Linked DNA regions of Triticum aestivum: all the other regions are linked to region 3. Evidence: chromatin contacts called from public Hi-C data. All regions are on one chromosome and are shown on one strand. Each heading gives the region's core, a stretch centred on a gene start, on an enhancer-like site or on the middle of the called end of the contact. The rest is flanking DNA. Distances are from core to core; before and after follow the strand shown.

The links. Hi-C and Micro-C count contacts between places; a contact is called where the count stands out from the background.
Region 1: a contact with region 3 is called in a Hi-C map of leaf, with 4 times the contacts expected there. The contact joins the promoter of LOC123096504 here to the promoter of LOC123096499 in region 3. A contact is called at or near these places in 4 of 5 Hi-C or Micro-C datasets (leaf and an unstated tissue).
Region 2: a contact with region 3 is called in a Hi-C map of leaf, with 5 times the contacts expected there. The contact joins the promoter of LOC123096505 here to the promoter of LOC123096499 in region 3. A contact is called at or near these places in 2 of 5 Hi-C or Micro-C datasets (both in leaf).

What each region holds. Positions count from the first base shown.
Region 1 is chr4D:101,762,772-101,765,471 of IWGSC CS RefSeq v2.1, reverse strand. It overlaps LOC123096504 (root phototropism protein 2), which reads left to right and starts at 1,298. Exons shown (of 3, transcript XM_044518245.1): 1 at 1,298-1,628; 2 at 1,721-1,790; 3 at 1,909-2,700. The coding sequence starts at 1,405.
Region 2 is chr4D:101,826,356-101,829,055 of IWGSC CS RefSeq v2.1, reverse strand. It overlaps LOC123096505, which reads left to right and starts at 1,298. Exons shown (of 1, transcript XM_044518246.1): 1 at 1,298-2,700. The coding sequence starts at 1,850.
Region 3 is chr4D:101,349,484-101,352,183 of IWGSC CS RefSeq v2.1, reverse strand. It overlaps LOC123096499 (cysteine desulfurase 1, chloroplastic), which reads right to left and starts at 1,267. Exons shown (of 10, transcript XM_044518241.1): 1 at 961-1,267; 2 at 1-105. The coding sequence starts at 1,182. It overlaps LOC123096501 (methylesterase 17), which reads right to left. Exons shown (of 4, transcript XM_044518243.1): 4 at 2,475-2,700. The coding sequence ends at 2,663. LOC123096502 (a long non-coding RNA gene) reads left to right here and starts at 1,313. Exons shown (of 3, transcript XR_006446645.1): 1 at 1,313-1,480; 2 at 1,748-2,014.

The sequences.
Region 1 (2,700 bases), core at 49-2,548, 410 kb before region 3:
TCCACTTACCAAAATCTGGATTTTGGCTTTCGAATCAGCTCTTCGTCGTCTTTGGCCGTTCTTTCATTTCTAACTATTCTTTTGCTGCGAACCGATTGTCTTTCAGATGGTTAAAAAAAATTGCGGTGGAACCAGCCCATTAGAGTGCAAATTCTGGATCATCGGTGCTCGCATTTTTCTTGGATTTATTGTACGTTCATCCAGTGTGAGAAAAACAATTTCATCGACTACGAGGCGTCTGTGGTGACTTCATTAATCTTAAGATAACGTGTTGACTCGGTCTCAAGAGTAGGATGCACGCATCCGTCCATAGAAGTGAGTGTATGTGCGTATATATGGGTGTTTACGCATGTACTGTGTTAAAAAGTAGTATTCCTTTGATACGCTTTTGTCTGTGTTGACTGAGTGCATCCTGTAGCACCGGGTTTACTTTTTGTAGCTCACTTATTAAATGAAAGATATATATCATAAACAATGTCATTAACAATGTGATTGGAAGGGACTAGCTAGAAACTAGTCGAGTGAAAATGCGATTTGGGTCAATCGACCGGTTTCAGCCATCCGATGGAAAACATACGTCTAGATGAGCGTCTTCGACCTCGAGACATCGTCTTCTTTCTTCGAACCACCGAGCCACCACTACCCTCGGTCGGCGACGCTTCGGAGCCAACCTCGCCACCTCACCCTTCCCCCAACCGCCGCCCACCGCCGTGCTACCGCCCCCACCATCCATCTCTCTAACCCCAGCCATGAAACATTTTCTCCGGCAAACTTGCACCACCCTAACACCCCTGAGATAGATAATGGGGGTGTTTGCCACCCTAAAGATAGATAATGGGAGAGCTTCTCCGGCGAGCTTCTTCCGATTGTTTCTTCATTCAATCAAAAATCGAATGGCCCAAATTCCAAATTTAGGCGACTTAGGGCCTATTTGGCAACGCCCAACTCTCAACTCCCAAAACTTCTCGTGAGAAGCCACCCCGAACGCCTGAGACTCATGAAGCTAGATTCTAGAAGCGATGTTGAGAAGCTGAATCTGTGGAGTTTGGGAAGCTTGGGGGACTTTAGAACACACCTTTACATATAACTTTTGTGTGATTGTAAATGTAAAGCCAGTATTTAACCACGTGATGTAGATTACACCCACAAATGTGCTGATCAAATAACCAGTGTAAAGTACTACGGAACATGCATAGGTTGCCATCAAACACGACGGAGGCCAGCAACTTGTCCGGATTGTCGCCGGGCCGCTCCTTCCACGGAACAGAGCCACATCAAACACTGGCCACTAGTGGCATGCTCGCATGCAATGCCGAGAACCAAGACGCCATCCAATCCAATCAAATTCCCGAACCCCGAACACATGCACGTACCTATCATGGACACGCTGACCAAACACCAGCCATGCAAAAATGGAGCCCTCCGCCATCACAAGAAAATACTTGGACAGAGAATTTTAATGGAATCTCTATATATCCCGTGGTGATCGGAATGCTGCCTCCCGGGGCAGAGCTCGAGTTGCACGAACGCACGCCTTCTTCTAGCTCTAGACACGCGCGCCTCACCGGTGCTTTGCTGTCCATGCAAGCTTCTTCCAGATCCAGCTCCATGGAGAGGACCAGCCAGTGGTACGTGACCATGTCTTTGCACAGTGAGAATTGCTTGCTCGTCCATGTCACTCGTATGCTCATGTCTCGTTTCTTTGGATTGGTTCGAGCAGGTTGTCGTCGCAGGACGTACAAACGGACCTCGTCGTCCGGGTCGCCGGCGCCGCCTTCCCTCTTCATAAGGTTAGTCGTCTTCCACCTGCCGGTCGATCTCTCCAGCTCCTCGTCGCGTGTGTACAAGAAAAAAGTGTCGCCGGTGATCATGGTCTGACGTGGACACAACAAAATGCTTCCCGTGCAGGCGGTGATGGTGCCCAAGTGTGGCTACATCCGCAAGGCCGTCGCCGTGGCCACGCGCCCCGACCCCGCGGCGACCGTCGAGATCGAGCTCGACGGCCTACCGGGCGGCGCCGACGCCTTCGAGAAGGCCGCGCGTTACTGCTACGGCGCCAACTTCGAGATATCCGCACGCAACGCTGCTGCGCTCCTCTGCGCCGCCGCGTTCCTCGACATGCAGCCGGCCGACGGCGGCCTCGCGCGCCGCGTGGAGGAGTTCCTCGCGCAGGCGGGTCTCCGGACGCTGCCCAACGCGATCGCCGTGCTGCGGTCCTGTGAGGGCCCGCTCCTCACGGCCGCCGAGGAGCTCGGTGTCGCCCGGCGCGCGGCCGACGCCGTGGCCCTGCGGATCTGCAACGAGGTGCTTTTCCCGACGCGGTCGCCGCCGGAGTGGTGGGCGTCGGAGCTCGCAGCTCTCTCGCCAGTGTCGTTCCACAGGGTCTTTACGGCGCTGCGCTGCCGACGCGCCGGTCCTGAGGTGCTCGTCGCCGCGGCCACCGCCTACGCGGAACTCCTACTGGCCGACGGCAAAGCTTCCGACCACCGCGCCCTCCTCGAGTCTGTTGTCGCCGTGCTCCCTTCAGCGGACGACGCGCCCCTTCCCGCAGCGTTCCTCTGCCGCCTCCTGCACGACGCCGTCACCACCGAGGCCTCGGCCAAGACGTGCCGCGACCTGGAGCTCCGCCTCGCGGCCGTGCTCGACCAGGCCACCGCGGGCGACCTGCTCGCCTTCGCGTTCGATGGCGCTGGTGAGCGC
Region 2 (2,700 bases), core at 49-2,548, 480 kb before region 3:
ACAGCGACAAGCATGTTCACAACTAACGTGCACTATTTAGGGGCATACAAAGAGTATGTGAAATTTCATCAATTCAATGAGAATTATATACAAATATATCAATGAACATGTATGTCTATGGGTTGTGCATCATATTAGGCGCATCCTTAGCAAGCACAACTTGACTTGTGTACCTAGCCAACTATGACGTCATTGTGACATATGGAGCCATCTTTGTCAGTTTGAGAATAATAACATGCCATGAAACACAACATCTCATTTGAGGTGAAATTTACTCATAGAAGTTTTTTCAGTTTTGCTAAAGCACATCTCTATGTGCTTTAAGTATTGCTCATCTAAGTCTTATGTCATTAATTTTACGCTAAGATTCATGCAAACATTTTCTTTTGTCTTTTCTCCTTCTATTTCTAATTTGATTGAGTGACATAGATGTATAATAACCAGAGCATATCTAGATGTGCCCTAAACGAACCTGAGTTTTTTTATAAAAAGAATTTGTCCAAAAATCCGCCAGTTCAAAGAGAACGCTTGTCCTGCCTTTTTGATCGATATGGTATACAATTAGATTCCATCTCTCATCGAAGAACTTTACAAAAAAAAATTGAACAATTATAGCATGGGCGACTATCGCCACGACGATGAAGCCGCCAATCCCGGCTCACCCCATCCATCTTCTTCGATGCCGCGAACCATCCCTGCACGGCAATCCTATGTCGTCGCATCCTCAGCGCCGTCTCTGACCAAGAAATCTGTGGTGGAGAATATACTGTGATTTTATGAAATTTATCCAGTCCACGGGAGCGACAGTAGACCCGTTAATACCGTTATAGCACGATCATGATAACCAGTTCTCGAATCCAGTCGTTGGCAAAGGACTCGACAAAAGTTTAGCAATCACGCTCACTGCCGGTGGGCTTCAGCTCAGGGGTCCCACACCTCAGCGACCTACAAACACACGGCTTTACAAAAAGACCCCACCTCGCAAATCATCTCTCCCAGGACAGGAGCATCCAAACGTTGGGAACAAAGGCGTTCTCCGCCGGCCGCTCGAGATGGCTCGCCCGGCCCCACAGGTCAGTCAGCAGCACCGCCATTTTACAATAAAGCCCCTTCTGATCTCCCGTCCACAAACGAACCCCTCACACCTGGACCCCACTCTCCAGCGAGCAGAAGCAGCAGAAGCCCAGCTGTCCAGGGGCAGAGCGGTAACTCCGCAGGGGCGGACGTGCCAACTGTGAGCCCGCGTATTTTATTGCGGGAAAAACCAGGGAGAAATTTATTTCCATCCGAGCCCCTGAAAAAATGCGTCCCCATTAAAACCTCTCTCCTTCCTTCCTGTCTCTCTCTCTCCCTAAAATCTCTCTCCTTCACCTCACTCTCTCTCCACCCCGACCCCCGCTGCCGAATCCCCAAACCCCCGCCGTCGCAATCATCCGCCCGTGGGGGCAGGCGCGCGCGGATTTCTGTGGACTCCGGCGTCCCCGGCCCGGATTGATCCCGCCGCTCCTCCCCTCCTCCCGATTCTCGCCATCCAATCCTTTGCTCCCTTCCTTTCCCGGCCGCCTCCCTGGTTTCTTGCCGAAATTGCCTGCCACCTGTTTGGACTCTGGACGCGCGCATAACTTGCCTCGCCATTGTGGCTGCTCTGCTCAGCCCGGCTGCTTCTTTGGATCTGCTAGCTCGCCTGCCGCCGGCCTCCGGTCCGCGCATGCCCGTCCTCCCCCGCTCCGAATCTCGTCCTCGTTTCGGAGGTCCTCGTATGCGGATGAGGAGGGGATCCTGACCTGACTCTTGCTCGGCTCCGGCGGTCCCCTTCTTGGATCCTCGCTCGCGGCGGAGGCGTGCCGGGATGGGTTTCTTGATCTGCGCCTGCCTCCTCCAGCTGCTCTTCTTGGGCTCTTCTCCGGCGGCGGCACAGTCACCGTCGCCGGCGAGGGCCCTGGACGCAATGCTGCAGGACTACGCGTACCGGGCCTTCGTCCGGCCGCACACCGGCATTGTCTACAACGCCACCGTGCCTGCGGACCTCGCCGGCGTCGCGGTGTCCGGGCTCCGCCTGCGCAGCGGCAGCCTGCGGAGGAAAGGCTTCTCCGACTACTTCGAGTTCAGCATCCCCCCTGGCGTCATCGTGCAGCCGTACGTCGAGAGGGTGGTGCTCGTGTACCACAACCTGGGCGAGCTGTCGGAGAAGTACTACCCGCTCCCCGGCTACACCTACCTCTCGCCCATTCTCGGGCTGCTGGTCTACGACGCTGCCAACTTGTCAGCAACGGGATTGTCCGAGCTGAGCATCGTCGCGTCAGGGAGCCCGATTTCTGTGAGTTTCAGCAATGTGAGGGCGGTGCCCCCAGGCAGTCCAGCGCCGCAGTGTGTGTGGTTTGATTTGGATGGGGTGCCACAGTTCCGGGGCTTGGAGGCAAACAACGTGTGTGCAACCTATCGCCGAGGGCACTTCTCCATAGTGGTGAACTCCAGTGAGGTTGCTCCTGCTCCAGGGCCTTCAGGCGCAATTGCCCCACCAATACCGACTAATGGTGGTCGTGATAAGGGTAGTTCGGACGCATGGAAGATTGCTGTCGGCGTTGTTGGGGGCGTCATTGCATTGGGGCTGTTGGCTTTGCTTCTGGTGTGTTTTGTCAGATATAAAAGGGAAAAGAAGATGGAGGTGATGGAACGAAATGCAGAGGTCGGGGAGACTTT
Region 3 (2,700 bases), core at 18-2,517:
CGAATTATAAAATCGGTAGTAGTCGTCTAAGGCTTTCATCACATGAGAGGGTTTCTGTGATGTTGCACCATTGTCGAAGTAAACTAATTTATTACCATCAAATTCCTGCAAGTTCCGATGATCATAAATGATAAAAACCACCTCACTCGAATGCCAAAAGTATATACATAACAAACTGTAAGGTAAAGTTTGTGACATAGTAATAACGAAAGAATCCAACATGTAAACCAACAATAGTTTTGCAGTTACGGAATCCACATTGAATAAAACAACTTTGTTCTGGAGGGCCCTACAAACGGATCTTTTACACGCATGACCGAATCAAGAGAAAGCTGAGTGAAACTTATATCAGCTTATCCGTAGTGGTAACTGCACCAGACAAGGTGATATGCTAAAAGCCCATATCTATCTTATGAACATTTTTTTTCCGATAAAGAGCGCTTTTATTAACTCATAACGTAGCATCAAGAGGAAATCATGATGAGAAACACCCGGCCTCTGCATAGCTAGGATGCACACAGCCAAACACAAACAGTCTGAAAAAAGACAGAAAATTGACATATCGGCACCAGTAGAGTCAAATAGGACCGTCACTATGCCTATGTCGAAGGAGGTGATGGGCCGGAGGTTATGCTGCCATCCATGTTGGGAAAAAAACCTCATGGCCACTCGCTTCAATTGCGTACACACCGCCTTAGAACAGCAATTCGAACTCCGTACGGTGAAGCATGGACCCTCTTATGAACAAATGGAAATATTTTTAGGCAGCAGCAATACATGTTGTAATCAGGAGTAACTAGACGCGCCGCAATCAAGAGCGATCCCATAATTTATTGGGAACAAACATAATTAGATGCGCGACTGTAAATAGTACTGTATTTCACTAATCAAATTCAAAATTGGACTGGAATGGCACGAACAACCAAACAACGAGACGAGCCGGAGATGGGCAGGGGAGACCTGGTCGAGGATGGGGAAGTCTACGCGGGTGAGGTCCCCGAGCGAGGAGGCCGGCTCCGCCTCCCGCGAAGGCGCGGCCATGGCCGCCGTCCCACAGCGGCCCCGCCGCGGAGAAAACGTGAGCACAGCGCCGCCGCCGATAGTTCCGGGATAGCTGCGGTTCCTGACGGAGGAGGGGAAGTACCGGAGCGACGCCACCGCCGCCGCCGCCGCGGTCGCCATGCGCGCCGTCTCTGTTGGTTGGATTAGCCAAAGCTTCGCGGTGTGTTTCCCTTCCTGTCACGTGAGGCCCACCCGTCAGCGTCGAAGTGTGTTTAAGCGGTCAGGGTGTGGGACCCGCACGGTGGTCTCACATTAGAGCGGCAGAGTAACACTGAATGGTGGAGCGGCGCCGCCTGCATGTAGCAACTGCTGCCGTCGACGAGGCCGCCGCCGCCACCCGCCGCCGCCCGCTGCCGCGGACCTCCACGTTCGACAATAGCGCCTTCCTCTACGACGCCAGGGAGGTGTCCCATGCCAGGTGAGCAGTTATACCATGCTGAGGATAGGGGCTGTCCGTGGTGTAGGGCAGTAGCACGGCACCTGTTCGATCGAATGCGTGGTCGAGTTGCTGTGTTCGATCAAACAGTTTGCTGGATAGGTTCTATTCCTAGGCGTCAACAAATTTTCCATGATTAACAGTGTGAGATGCGAACGCCATGAGTTTCAATGAAATTTTTCCACGATTTTCCACAGTTTATATGATGTGAGACTGCATTCCTAATTTCCCATCGTGAATTATATGAAGCAAATTCTCCGTGTCGCTGGAAAAGGAAAGGTTGAATCTCTGCATAGGATAGCTGAGTTTGTCATCTCGTTTTGTGAGGCACCAGAACTCGTGGTCAGCAAGGGGAAAAGGCACAAGATGGAGTTGATGCTATCATTTTACAGCAAAGGGAGGAGGCACTGTATGTGAGCTGGGGCAAGGAGGCTGTGCTCTAGTGGCCATTGAAGAGTAACTTCTGATGAGTTATCTGATCCAGCAATTAAAGTGTTACTGCAAAGCTTGGTTAAGGTAAAACATTCTGCTTGGTTGGCTTGTATATCAGTGGCTAATGCTGGTTCCTGAGAAAAGATAAAGACTGAACGCAACCAAAAGTCCGAACTGATGGAAAGGGCTAGGCAATCCACATATACACTTCAACACTTCCTCTTACGTTTGACGCGGGAAGTCAATATGTGAATAGACTCAGAGGTATGGCTCAAGAGGCCTATACATGGACATAGAGGGGGGCAGTAGCAATTTTTGGATTAACTGCGAAAGCCAGGACTTGAACTCAAGACCTTAGGCTCTGATACCATGTTAAGCTTCATGTCTAGGCAGCGGAACCAAAAGTCCGAAATGATGGCAATCCATATATACACTTCAGCACCTTTGACTCGGTCCTTTTATTTTCCTTTTTCTTTTGGAATAACACGTAAGCTTATCTAAAATGGGAATTACGTAGGCCTGATTTGAGTTATTTGCTTACAAATTGAATGGTAATGTTTACCCTAAACCAGCTTTACTTACACCCTTAAACCATTTATCCATTTGTCTTGAAGATTCCCTGAGAAACATGCTTCACAAAGATGTTATCCTAACTCGGATACTTAGTATATGTCATGTTACAAGAATTTGAACAAACCCACTATAGAGAGTTCAGTAATCTGCATATTTGCATCATAGAGATTTGACTATTAGGTTAAAGAGCTGTTCTG